Regions from separate parts of the Sus scrofa genome. Here region 1 is linked to region 2. A link is a contact called in public HiChIP or PLAC-seq data. All regions are on one chromosome and are shown on one strand. The core of a region is the stretch at or near the end of the contact, and the rest is flanking DNA. Distances in the headings are between cores, read along the strand shown.

Region 1 (6,988 bases), core at 952-3,451, 69 kb before region 2:
AAACCAAGGAGCCTCTGAGGCTGGCTTCTTCCACCAACACCATCACAGTGCCCCCCACACGGGCCTATTCTCTGGGTCTACAATCCGTCCCACCTTCTGCCTTCTCGCCTTGCCCCTCTCAAGCCGTTCTCCCCCCAACCTCGCCGACTCCAGTGTATCCAGGGGGCTCTCAAGATTCTCACTTCCCTTCTCATTTACAAGTCAGTACTGAGTAACCCCCTGTGCCCTGCACTAAATGAACAAAACAACCCCTCGGGCAGCCTCCATGCCAGGGAGAGGCTGGCAATGTGAGTTATACATTCCTATCAGACCGGCGGAGGTGTAACTTGCAAACTGAAGGCAGGCTTTGGAAGCAAATAGAAGACCCCAGGAGAACACCTACGAGGATCCGACCCGGATGGCTTCCCCAAGGAAAGGCATGGGAATCGTGATCTAAATGATAAGAAAGGAGTTAACCAGCGAGGGAGGCAGGGGTGACAGAGAGCCAAGCATTTCCAGCAGGAACTGGGATCTGCAGATACTTTTGGTCCAGAATAAGGATTTTGATCTTTTCCTTAAATACAGGAAGAAACTACTAAGGAATTTTAAGCACAGGAGCATTATCCTCATGCTTTTTTTTTTTTTTTTTTTTTCTTTAACCATCTCTTTGCTGTAGTCCGTATTTGGGCCGAGGTTCACGTGGGAGAGAGCTGTGAGGAGGTCACTGCGGCAGTCCAGGTCAAAGGTGATGGAGCCTCCGGTTCTCAGCAGTGTTTAAAAAGTAAAATCCATAGCACATGGGGTCTCAGAGAGCCTCTCCCTGTCCACACTCCTAGTTCTGAGCTGTCCTCAATTCCTATGGGGGGCTTTTCCTCGTCATTTCAGTTAAGCCAGCCTAATCAGGGCTGTGGGGAGCTGGGGAAAAGGCCCCAGGAGCTCAGGATCGCGGATGGCTGCAGGGGCCCAGGTACACACGGTACAACCTGTCAGAATTTGGGCAGAACGGGCTGGAGAATCAGGGCTCCCTCAAGGTTACTGTGGCCAACATAAGGGCTGTGACAATGCCGGGGAAGGCTGCAGCTGGTCACCAAGGGTGACAATGGTACAGCCTTGCCTGAAAGGCTTTGCACCCTCTGAGACAGGTGAGAGCGCTGAAGGTGTTCAGGCCAGGAGTGACATAACCAGGGCGGCCCTTTAGAAAGCTCAATGCTGTACAGAAAGGCATCTGCCCGTCTGCCTACCTGGTCCACAGGGTGCATCTTGCCAGATTTGGGCTGGTGTGGGTTATTTGCAGCCAGCAGAGGGCTTACCCCCTTGTCCTCCTCCCTCCCCAGAGAGCCCGGCAAAGGAATTTAGAGCTTGGAAGGGAAGCAGGGAAAAGCTGTCCTCTTGAGAATCGCTCCAATCCCACCAAGACTGGAAAATAGATTTTAATATGTTACAGAAATAACACATACACACACATACTCAAAATAAGTAGCTCCCACATGAGCCCCGTGTATTTGCAGTTCCAGGTTAACCGGCTGGACTTTGAGGCAGTGAGATGACTTCTCCAAGTCCACAGGCCTGGAAGTGCCAGAGCTGGGACTGACACCAGGGCTGCTGACCCCTCCTTGGGCTTCGGTGCCTTGAGGAACACTCACCCCGTGTCTACTCCTGAAGCCACTCTTCCACTCAGCACACATGCAACACCTCTGTTTGCTGGTTCTCTCACAAAGCTTAGCTTGCGAGCACATGTGATCATAAGGACAGCTTTACAACAATTTCAATGTCAGTGTCATAATGCTGGTTTTAAACCTTCTTAAGTTTGTTTTGTTCTTTATTTTAACCATCTACTTTCACAGGTTCTTTTTCAGAAGTTTAAAATTTTGCACGTATGTACATGTACATTTATGTTCAGTTTGGGTTCATTTCTACAGCATTTTGTAAGAATTAAAATAAACGTTTAAGCACATGGTTTTAAAAAAAAATACTTTCTCAACACAAGTAATCATGTTTGTAGTCAGAACTGAGCTTAAAAATCAAGTTTTCCAATTCCTGAATGATCTGGGTCTAGTTACTTAATTTTTCTGAGCATTCCTAAAAGTGAGAATCAGAGGATCTATACTAATGAGAATTTGCGACGATTTTAAAAAGAAAATGGGCAGCGCTTGGCCAGGAGAAAACTCCCAGACTGGTCTTTCCCTTGAACCAGCAGATGGCAGCCTCCCCCAGCTTTAGGAGAGCACATTCTTGCATGAGGTCAATGGGGCTCCCAGGCTCACAGACACTTGGGGGAAAACACCTTCTCCACCGCCACTCTAATTCCTCTTTCAAGGATGGGCTCACGCCCAGCCCAGGGCAGCAGGGCATATGCCAGGCGCCTTTTCTGTTCTTACCTCCCCCTTGCTACACAAAACCTCTGGTCCACAACCACAAACCCTCTTGTTTATGACCTCTCGCAAAGGTACACTGTGGGGAAGGTGGGGAGACAGGCAGTAGGGACAGGGAGGGAGGGCTTCCGGCTTGTAAGTCCAATCCCCACTCAGATTCTCCAAGGACACCGGGCGAGGACCTCCCCGCTTCTCTAGCAGGTGTAATGGCTTCACTGGATCGCTGCCCATCACCAATTCACTTTTATGTACTAATACCCGATGGCTGGTTGTGAAGGCTAAGCTCACGTTTTCTACTGTCCTATGCTCGTCCCCTTGGCTTGTCCCTGGCCCCACAGTGACAAGACTTCTGTCCTCCTTCCCCACAGCTTCACTCTGCAGACAAGGTAAAGCAAGTCTAGAAATGGGGGCTGGTTCCTGCCACCCTTAGTTGTTTGGTTTTACTTTCTCTTCACCTCTAAAGCATGGTTCAGAGAGTGATCCCTCCAGATTATCCGGAGCAGCTTGGACAGCACTGAAAATGAAGCCAAAGACCCTCTGTCAGCAGGGCTTGCGTCCCAGAGCCATCCTCCCGAAATGCTGAGTCATGTCCTCTCATTCTGCCAGTTAAAACCTTCCAAAGCCGGACTCTGGCTCAGAGTTAAGGCCCAAGGTGCAGGGGTCTTCGAAGCCCTGAGTGATCTGTGCCTGAAGGCTTCCCCAGTGGAACCAACGTGCCACCCCTCTCTCACCACACTCCCTGATGGCTCACGTTCTTCAGATGTTTTCCCAAGGTCACCTTCTCAACGAGTCTTTCGCTCAGTTCCTACATAAACCCACACCTGCACACTCAGACACGCAAAAACAAACGCACATACACCGCGCCCCCCTTCCCCAGGACTCTTCTTTATTTTTCCCTGTAGCACATATTTCCATGGGACACACTCCAGGTTTACTTAATTACCTGTATGTTTTCTAGAAATCTAGCTCCATGACAACAGGGACTTTGTGGGTGCTTCCTCTCTGCTGCACCTCCAGCACCCAGCAGCACCTGTTGTGTTGTTTCTGTCAGTGCATGTTAAATGGAACAGGTGACCAGACCTGGGGGAGAGGTGATCGGTCCCTACTGGCCTCACCTTATCTTTCTACTCAACTCACTGAGTGCTGAATCTGTTCCCAGATCAGCATTTTAAGTGGAAACAAACTCAGAGATGAAGTGACCTTCCTCAGTGGCCATGCAGTCCATACAGATTTGGATTCGGTTTCTGCTCACCCACATCATCGCCTCAACAGGTCAGAACCTAATGGTGGGATTTAAAGAAATAGGAGAGGAATTGCTCTCTCAAAAGCCCCAGAGGGCAGCCTCTCTTAGGGAGGGACAGGCTAAGGGCTGAGAATGTCTCACAACCAAGGAGGAAGAAATCCAGCAGGATTTAGAAGGAAAAAACCACCACAAATATCAGTCACTTGAGAGATAGAGCCTGATCTATGCCCAGTTAGAAGGACTTTTCCAGGGACTTTCCACACACATGGTCTCCTGGAAAGCATCGTCCCAACTTTGGCCAGTGGCCCTGCCTCCCCACCACACTGAGAGCCATCCTTCCTCTGGGATTGATGGGACGTGGGTGAAAGCAGCTGACCTCTCAAGCCTTTTATTTACAAGCATTAACTTTAAAAGGTTCCTAAGCACTAAAGAGAGAAAAAGAAAGAGAGGGGGTTTTCCAGGTATGGCGAGAACATCACTAAACTGGATTCACCAGGTTATGGGTTCAAAGCTTCTCCAAAAAGTGTCACGGGGAGTTCCCATTGTGGCTCAGCGGTTAACAAACCCGATTAGTATCCATGAGAAAGCGATCCCTAGCCTTGCTTAGTGGGTTGAGGATCTGGCGTTGCCGTAAGCTGCGGCGTAAGCCGGCAGCTGCAGCTCTGATTAGATCCCTAGCCTGGGAACCTCCATATGCTGCGGGTGCGGCCCTACACACACACACACACACACACACACACTTGCACACACACACACTTGCACACACACAAAGTGCCTCTGTTCTCCAGCGCAACATGAGGCCTGGATCATCCCCAGAGGCATTCAGCTTCTCTGCGGACATCCTTCCCCACAATCATGGCAGAGGAGAGAGAGCCACTGGCCCCTGCTGGGCAAAGGGAATTTGGGAGGAGGGACACCGCAGACCCAGCTTAATGGAGGCAGAAGGACACCCTTCGGGGGAGTATCAAAGTCAGGTGTGAAAAGGCACCTATTCTACCCACAAGCCTGCCTCAAGGCAGCAAAGTGCTCCCAACTCAGTGCGACCCTCTGCAGAGTGGCGACAACTTCCATGGGGGCCGGGCCTATTCTGCTGTGTTCACACCCCGAGGACGTGGAGCCGGAACACAGTCACTGCACGGTTGTCTTAGAATGGTGCACACTTTGACAATCAGCGTCTTGAGAAGACTAGAACCCCCACGCCTTTAGAGAGAAAAAATGGGATAATGAGCAGAGACATAATTTCTGTCTCAGCATCTCTGAGGGTCTGTCATGGAAAGGAGAGAGCAGACGTCTTCTGTTGGGTGACAGAGGGAGGAACGAGGGTCCAAAGGTGAAATCCACATGGGGACAAATGGCTCTCGAATAAAAGAAATCCTTATGCCCAAAGCCATCCAGAGATCAGGCAGTCACAGAAGCTGGGGCACCCGATGTTGGAGGGAACCATCACCACCTGGCTCTTGGTGATGGTTCAGAGAAGAAACAGAGGGGTGTCATGTCCCTGCCGTATCTCTGGTTCAGTCAGTTATTTCATACCAGGTGTCCAGAATGTTCCTACTGCAGGCTTTCGGGCTCCATCCTGAGGAAGCCTAGAGCGAGAGAGAGTTGAGATGCCGCGAGACACAGATGTAGTTCTTAAGAAGAAGGTGGCCCCTTGGGGAGAGAGGAGGGATGATAAGAAGCAAGTGTTGGCTGTTCCTCTGCACAGAGGCCTTCCTCCAGGGAACACCCTGGGGAGGAGCCATATTTGCAAGCTGACACCACCATGAGCCTCCTAAAAATTCGGCGTTTAATTCGTTTCTTCGAAGTTAAGTTCCTTAGAGAAAAAGAAATCTGCATGGTCTCTTGCTAAAGAATCTCACTGCGTCCTGGGCCAGGAGATTTGCTACAAGAGATGGCTCAAGGCCAAATTTCACTTTCTAAACTTCTCTTGGGAACCTACAGGAGGCTTGCTCAAAGACACAGTCTCCATAAAGGAGACTTTAAGTGTAGAAAATACATAATATTATCATTCAGCTCCCGACCTCAGTCACCACTTCATCCTTTCCTCCCCATTTAACCTAAATACCAAGAGCATTCAAGTGGAATTCAAACGGCTTCATGTACAGCATAGAATACACGGTTTTAATACTAAAGTTTAAGCTCGATTATAACAAGACCTCTTAGGCAAGGACTTAGAAAACTGCCTCCCCAACTAGACAGTAAGGGTGGGGAGGGCAGGCAGCATGTCTTAGCAAATTCTGCATCAGCAGCATCTCACAAGGAAGAGAGAGAGAGAGATGCTAACCCAGTGAATGAACCAAGTGACCACTCGTTTCAAGCTCCGGCTCTGCTGCAGACCTAGCTGTGTGAGCTTGGTTAAGCTACCTAACTTCTCTGAGCCACAAACACTTTCATCTATAAATCAGAAGTAATAATAACTACATGGAATGAATGTGATAAGTGCAATGATGTGTATAAAGTGTCCCAGAAAGTGTCTGACATAGAGTTGTGCTCAGTAAATGCCTTCCTCCTCCCCATCCCTAGAAGCGTACTTCAAGCGGTGACTGATGGGTAAGCGTCTGCCAGGCTGCTCTATGGGTGGAGCTGAGGTGAATGCCCTGTGGCTGATTTAGGAGCAGCAGACAGATGAGTTCAAGTGCCTCAGGTTCAGGGAGGTGCTCCCTCAAAGAGTTTGGGGCAGAGAGAGGGAAAAAAAATCTCAAATTTCAGTACATCTCTGCCAACTTTAAGAGGCTGCTCCCACTCAGTCATATGGTTTTCGTTCACACCATCATTTCCAATTTAATACTTCAGCTCCAGAAAGCAAAGTCCCTGGATCTTTCAGAGGATCCATATACGATTCACACTCTTGACAGCTTTTCATCAGCAAAACTGGATATACAGCCACAGTAAATTCTACTCAGAGTCATTTATACTTAAAGGAACCACATAATAAATTCCTATTGTGTCTGGTCCCCCATTTCCCCCCCAACACACACACTAGTTTATCCCTGAAAATGAATGTGTCTGATGCTGTGATCAGCAAGAGAAACACATGCCACCCAGCATGCCTCTCACTGCCTCAGGTGCAAGGAAAGTAAGCACAAATTCACTGGCCACTTGTTCCAATCATCACGGCTCAGGCCTGGGGCATAATTTATCCCTTCTAGATCCTTCCATTGGTCTCTGTTCTCTTTTTCATCCTAATGATTCAATTTTGCTTCTGTTGAATCCATAAACCACTGCAAATTTTTCTGCAGAAAAGTGAGATGGAAGAATGTTCAAAATATGAAACAGCACAGATTCCCAAGGAGGGCACCCCTAGTTTAAAAACAATATCCAATTTCTCTCTTGCAGATTCACCGTCTTTAAATGAGTGGCAATGCTAAAAATTAATATCAAACACTTAAAACAG
Region 2 (6,678 bases), core at 3,796-6,295:
AACCCAATGTGTTTTCTTCTCTGCCCTGGTTATCAGAAAGCTGAGAGGTATATATGTTGTGCTCAATGGCTGAAACCACCATTAGCCAGGGTTTCTTAATCCACTCACTTTACACTCTACTTTTATATGCCTTGTTTCAATGGCTTCAGTTCTTATATATCTATGCATTTCTTTTAAGTTGCTTCAAACTTTTTAGACAGGAATAACGTGTGTATTCTATACATCCATGCATATATGTGTGTGTTTATTATCTATTAGTTATAAGCACACACATACATCCAATACTGGATGTGTATCTATCTATATATTTCCCAGCTGTCTTGGGCCACACCTTACTCTCAGCTCTCTCGGTCTCACTGAACATGACTTAGTCATGTAAATATGAATGAAGATTTTAGAGGAGAGTCTTAGGAAACACATTTCTGTTCCTCTCTCCAGATCCTTTCTTTGGTTATTCTGTCTTGAATTTATTTTAATAGACTAAACCAGGGATCAACAAAATTTTCTACTAAAGGACTAGACAGTAATAGTTTAGATTTAATGGGCCAGGAGGTCTCGGTTGCAACTACTGCTGCTGTAATGCACACAGAGCCACAGACAGTGTATAAACAAACGTGCATGACTTTGTTTCAATAAAACTTATTTATAAAAATAGGTGGCAGGTTGGATTTGGCCAGTGACCGCAGTTTGCTGGTTCTGCCCTAAACCTTCTACCATCATATCTGTCGTCACTGGATCCTCTCAGCAAAGTGTCACTCTGGCCAACTCCAATGTCCAATCTATCCAGGATAGTTGGCCTCAGCAAAACTGAGGCCTCTCCAGTTAAAGGGACAAGACCCTTTAGCAGCCAGTTTCACTGCATGTTTCATTGCTTGAAAACAACCTAGGGTTTTTTCCTCTCTCAGATAACAGTAGTTTTAAAATACTATTTATTTTTCCTATATACAGTGATCACCACAAGAGAACTTTAGATAAATGCGGCAAATATGACTCCATCTTCAAAAGCAATATCTTTGCAGCCTATAGCCGCATTTGAGGTTAGAAAGAGGGCCCAACCAAGGGATAGGAAAAATAAGTCTTCATGCCAACATTCCCCTCTTCATGAGCCCTCGCTTTTCTCAGCTGCACTACAGGGTAGGGTTTTACCTGCCCAAAGGCCAGCATCTGGATCAGATGATCCTGTATAGGTTCTTTCTGGAAGCTGGACTCTAAACTCATGATTTCCAAATGGTCTCAGAATTACAATTCCCTTGGGTGCTTGTTAAAACACAGATTACCAGAACTCAGCCTGAGTTTCTGATTCAGTTGCTCTATGGTAGAGCCCAAGAATTTGTAGCGCTACCAAGTTGTGCTCTTGCAGGTTCAGGGATCACACTTTGGGAACAAAGAATCTGTCTACACTTAGAGATATCACAGTCCCTCTTATGGCGAGGCAATGGCAGGGGAGGGGCTCCTACAGCTGGTTCCTCATTTTTTCAAAATGGGGTTCCTTCTTGAAGGGATAAGAGATTAGTCCTGTTTGTCCACTGAGTCTCAGCTGCTGCAGTCACCACTTGGCAACTAATTACAGGCTGAATAGGGGCTGGTGGTGACTCTCATGGAGCCATGGTGGAATGTAAAAGCCAATGGGTGAGCCATCTGGAGAAGGACAGGGCCAAGGGGGACCACTGAGAAGGGAGAGGCAAATATGCCATCACACAATTCCTTTGCATAAGCCGACTTTCTAGAACTTTCTCTTTCCATAAACATAAAATCAACACAATCATGGACTGAAGTTTGACCATACATAGGCCCAGCACCAAGTAATGCAGGGAATCAGATGAAGACTGGAAAAATACAGACAGCCTTCAAGAATTCTCAGTCCAACAGGGAAGGCAAAACTCACACATGTTCACACACTTGACAGACATCAAGACAAATAGATAATGAGAGGCAATATTATGTGGCATGAAGACAGAGGGCTGTGGAGTAAGGATGCAGGTGGACGGGAGAGGCCTGGGCAGCTTTCCTGGAGGACTGGGCCAGGCTGGGGGCCTCGAGGGTAGGAAGGCTCCAAAGCAGCGGAAAATAAGGAGCACACAGGAGAAGCCCGAGTGTGCCTGGAACTGAGCAGAGAGGGGATGAGAATGAGCACAGGCACTTCTGACGGTGTCTCTACCCCTCCTCAGGGAAACTCTCTCACATTATATCCACTCCTTTGTCTCAGTTTCCTGATTTGAGGATGAAGGGTTTTGAGCTAAATCACAAGTTTCCAGATTTTGCTCCATGTTGGAGAGACCCCAGGGCATTAAACGGTGAATGAGCAGTCGGGGCTCAGCCTCCTCAAAAGGGAGTGCCTTTTTACACTCACTGTGCAGTGTCGCTTCCAGAAAGGATTTGAAAATCTCTCAACAAGTAACTCTACAGAAGCTCTTTCATTGATTCTCTGGGTGACTGGATAGAGAGGGGAAAGAAGGCAGTTAGCGCCAGGGATGGGCCACCAGGAGGGCTGGGCGAGCCTCTGCCACAGCTTGACAGGAGAGAAGAGTTTAGAACAATGGTGGTGAGAATTAGGGAACCACTGATGATTCTTGAGGGGAGGAGTGCCAAAGGGAGAGGAGTGAAATTGGGCCAACAAGCAGCTAGGGAAGCAACCTGATCTGAAAATCTCAACTGCTCAGAAGGTTCTGAGTAAAAACAAAGGGTGATTTTTCCCCCTTGTCAGCCTTCCCTCCCAGGACACTGTACTATATGCAAAACGTGTAACTGTAAGACAAACATTTTTTTCCACTGCCCTTCTGAGCCTCATGGGCCTTCAGGAAGACCTGCACTTCAAGCAAAGCCTTTTTATTTTTCAACACCCACAGCTTCCATTCAACAATCAGAAGTTTTCCACTTTCATCAAAGAGACTGCAGAGAGAGGCCAAGGGAGCAGCCTGTTCTCAGCAGCTCCGGGCAGACAACAGAGCCCCCTGCTACCCACTCACTGTCCGTGCCCACCACAGGACACGGCCAGGTACACACCCGCCCCCAAACACAGGCTGACTTCATTCCCACCTCAGTGACAGATCAAATGAACACGTGCACCCACTTCTTCCAAAACCTAGCCCAACCTGGGATCGAGGGGGTCTTAGCTTGCTTGACTGTAAAATGGGTACACTTTATTCCATGCTATTTAGCCCAATAAAACAATTTACCTCTTGACGGTTCTTCCATCTCCAGGATCTATGATTTTATGGATTCACTGGGAAGGAATATCCAGACCACCTCCTACAGTGACCCAACTCGGCTGATGCTCAGCAGCTTGGGACATCTGCGAGGGCAGCAGTGGTAAAAATCCAAGCTTGGCTTTAGACACAGGGCATTTCCTTTGAAGGATCTGGGATTTCTGCTGGCTCTCAGAGATACATGGCAGCCAAAAGTGAGCAGAAAGGGGAGGGTGCAATAAAGAACGGGGTACTTCCAAATGAAGTTTTCAGAGTTACACCCGGAGGCACCAACTATGCAGTGATTCACTTTTTAAATGGTATTTTGAAATGGAGATCATTAGTGACCACAGATGTGACCAGCTCTGTCCTCCAGAAAATCCATTCTTTCTAAATTCCAGACCATTTGGAATGTTTAACCAGAATGGTGCAACACCATCTGCCAAGTCTATTCCCATTCACAGAGTTCTCTTACATCACTAACTCATTTGACCTTCACAGTGGCTGTCCGTGCAGATGGGGAAAAGAGGCGGGGTGGAATGATTTAGACAAGGACCCAAGACCAACGAGGGGGTAGGGCTGAGACAGGCCCTCAGGTTTTCATCCTTCCAGTGCAAAGACATGTTGAATGATTTAGTGTGCGTTCAGAGGCCAGCCAGGGATGGCTTGTGCACCCAAGGCATTTCATTGATCAACATCTGCAACTTTGACAGAGACTCTGTTTATCCTCTCTGATCCTCAATTTTCCCATCTGGAAAAAAGAAATATCTGCCTCGGAGGGCAGAGGTGAGACAACTTCTAAATCTCCTAGCACTGTGCTGGAAACAGAGGATGATCGTTCAACTGTAGTAGTCTCTCTCTCACACTCACACACACACATCACAAACACGCACCTCCTGTCATGAAGGCAAACCACACATGCACAGCATACACGTGCCACACACCCACCACCTACAGGCACAGCACATGCACACACCACAGAGGAACCCCCCACACACATTCTGCACCATTACCACTTCCCCACCCCCACCCTCACTGCCAATTCCTTCCCCTTTTTCTGAGGTTTACAGCAAGTCCAAGTTTATCTGCAAATTTAACAGACTGCAATACACTCTGCAGGAACTTCTGTACAAAAGATCAGTGTTTCTGAAAAGGGTCTTCAAAAGATCAGTGATACTCAGAAAGTATCTCTGAATCTGTTCCCGAATTTCATACCGCCATAAGCTTGTTACCCTTTGGATAAATCTCCAGATTTGTGGGCTCTTCCTTCCCAGATATCTAGTAGTATTTCCAGTTTTTAGCAGGAGCCAATATCATCAATTCTTCTGGTCACTCTACTGCAGCCCAAGGAAGCTAGTCTCCCCAAGGCCCAGCAAAGAGACATTTTCTGATGAGCACCTCTGAGCTGCTGCAGCCCTTGCTAATGTGCAATTTCTCAGTCAGGAAGGCGTTTTGTGTCTGAGACTGACTCAAACAGAAGTTGCTTTGCGCGCGCACACACACACACACACACACACACACACACACACACACACAGAGACACACACACACCCCAGGGTAGGGAAACCGTCATTTTCCTATTCACCCTGTGACATCAGCCACCTTCTCTGTAGCTACAGTTTCTCTTCACTCAAATTAATCCCTGGCGATGAAAAATGAGCCTCTCCCCCACCCCTGCTGCCACCCTTCACCTCACGCCCCCAGAGAAGAGTTTCTTCTTCGTGTGGCGGCCGGTGAAGGTTTTTTTCCAAGTCACATGATCCAGGATGCAGGGGGAGAATCCTTCTTGGAACAGAGATGGGCCCAGACCGACTCAGATGAGGAGAGATAAGGTGTGATGTGGGGAAGGCTATATAAGAATGGACCCAGGGCTCCAGCAAGCATTCAACCCACTGGCCCCTTCTCAAGACACAGCCATGCATGTGCCCGCAGGCTCCGTCACCAGCCACCTGGGAACCTCCAGCCGCGGTTACTTCTATTTCACCACGGCCTCGCTGGCTCTGTGTCTCGTCTTTGCCGTGGTGACCATTATGGTGCTGGTAGTTCAGAAGACGGTAAGTGGACTTCTCTTCTTTGCCTTTCCTTTCTGATTTATGTTCCGTTTTCTCCACAGAGACTTGGGGATAAGCTTAAAAAAAAAAAAAAAAAAAAAAAGCCTGCATCATGTAGAGAAAGGGAGCAGAGAAATGGGAACTTAACCCTTCCAAGTAACATGGCTTTCTGAGAGAAAACTCTGTCAAGCCCTCTTCTCCAACTTTCCAGGCTCACGTGAGCCAAGAGAAGGGAGAGGAGCTATCAGCCTAGAGCAATTAAGATATTTAAAGGTTGCTGATCCAGAGACTGGTATCAAGGAAGGAAGCAATAAGGAGACGTGATAACACACTGGTATCACGTCTTAGGTGTTTTCAGACCAGATTCCAAGGTTCTGTATTCTCAGTCCAAATGTCCCTGAGATTTTGGAGGCTTCATCCAGGGCTAAGAGGTGTTTAAACCAGGAGCTAAGTTTCAGAGGCCAAAACCTGTAAGGGAAGGAAGCAAGAGAGAAAACCAGGGCTCCTCAGAGTTTGGGCATTTCAGCGTTAAAGCTCACAAGACAAATTGAAAACTTCCTTCCAAGCCACTGCTTTGAAGAGCTTAGAGTGTCACAAAAACATAGAGCACAGAGGCAGAACACAAATATTTTTCACACCTGTTCCCTCTGAGACTGCTCAGAATTCTAAAACTACAAGCAATTATGGGTACAACACTGTGGAGTCAAACTGCCTCAGGAAATTTACCCTTTTTTCTTTTTAAAGTAAATGGTAAGATCTGTTGTGAAAACAGACAGATGAAGAAGGAAGCTTCTTCATATTTTAGGAAACTGGTCTTTATAGAGAATCCACCAGCATGTATTTTAAAGAAAATACGGCAGTGATAGTATATATTGAATTTTTAAATTTTGACAGTTTAAAAACTGTACCCCCACCCTGCTACAGTAAGTACATGTCTATCTATTCCTTCAAAGCTCCCATTTTTCATGGTATTACAATCCTGCAGAATTTGTTCTGGTTTCCTTCAGCTGCCTTGGGTTGAATGCTCTTTAACTCATTGATTGCTAAAAAGAATGAAGCTTAAAAGGCTTTGGTATCTGTTTCTCAATCGTCATCAAGCTTTGAAATTTAAATGAAGAACTGAGGCTGCATTAAAGTGAAAGAAAACAGAATTGACAGCATTTGATTTAGATTGTAGGATTTATAATATTCATCATTTAATGCTCTCATCTACATCTACTGGTAATAACACTCTTGAAAATATTCTAGGACCCTTTTTTTCTGTACAGGGTCTATCATTTCTGTAATTCTAATTGTAAGTAAACCAGGAGTGTATTATTTTATAGCAACAGCCGAAGAAAAGAAATCAAAGTGTTCTTTGCAAATTTCTTTAAAGTTTGCAGCTAGAACTGCTATGAGAAAGAAAGGAAGAGAGAAAGAGAGAGAGAGCTGATGGGGATACA

Evidence for each region. HiChIP or PLAC-seq counts read pairs in DNA pulled down with a chosen protein or histone mark.
Region 1: a contact with region 2 is called in an H3K27ac HiChIP or PLAC-seq map of alveolar macrophages. The contact joins the enhancer-like site here to the promoter of TNFSF8 in region 2. A contact is called at or near these places in 21 of 47 Hi-C or Micro-C datasets (adipocytes, adipose tissue, alveolar macrophages and 13 more) and 2 of 2 datasets of contacts at active chromatin or transcription factors (alveolar macrophages and skeletal muscle).

The regions. Positions count from the first base shown.
Region 1 is chr1:255,523,519-255,530,506 of Sscrofa11.1, reverse strand. No RefSeq gene overlaps it. Among named protein-coding and RNA genes, the nearest start is that of TNFSF8, 68 kb to the right of the region's middle. Within about 2 kb of position 2,201, at least 13 of the 83 cell types and tissues checked have an H3K27ac peak or open chromatin away from gene starts, as enhancers often do. A contact at or near this core is called in adipose tissue, alveolar macrophages, fetal liver and 1 more, where this site is marked.
Region 2 is chr1:255,457,387-255,464,064 of Sscrofa11.1, reverse strand. TNFSF8 (TNF superfamily member 8) reads left to right here and starts at 5,045. Exons shown (of 5, transcript NM_001025219.1): 1 at 5,045-5,239. The coding sequence starts at 5,045.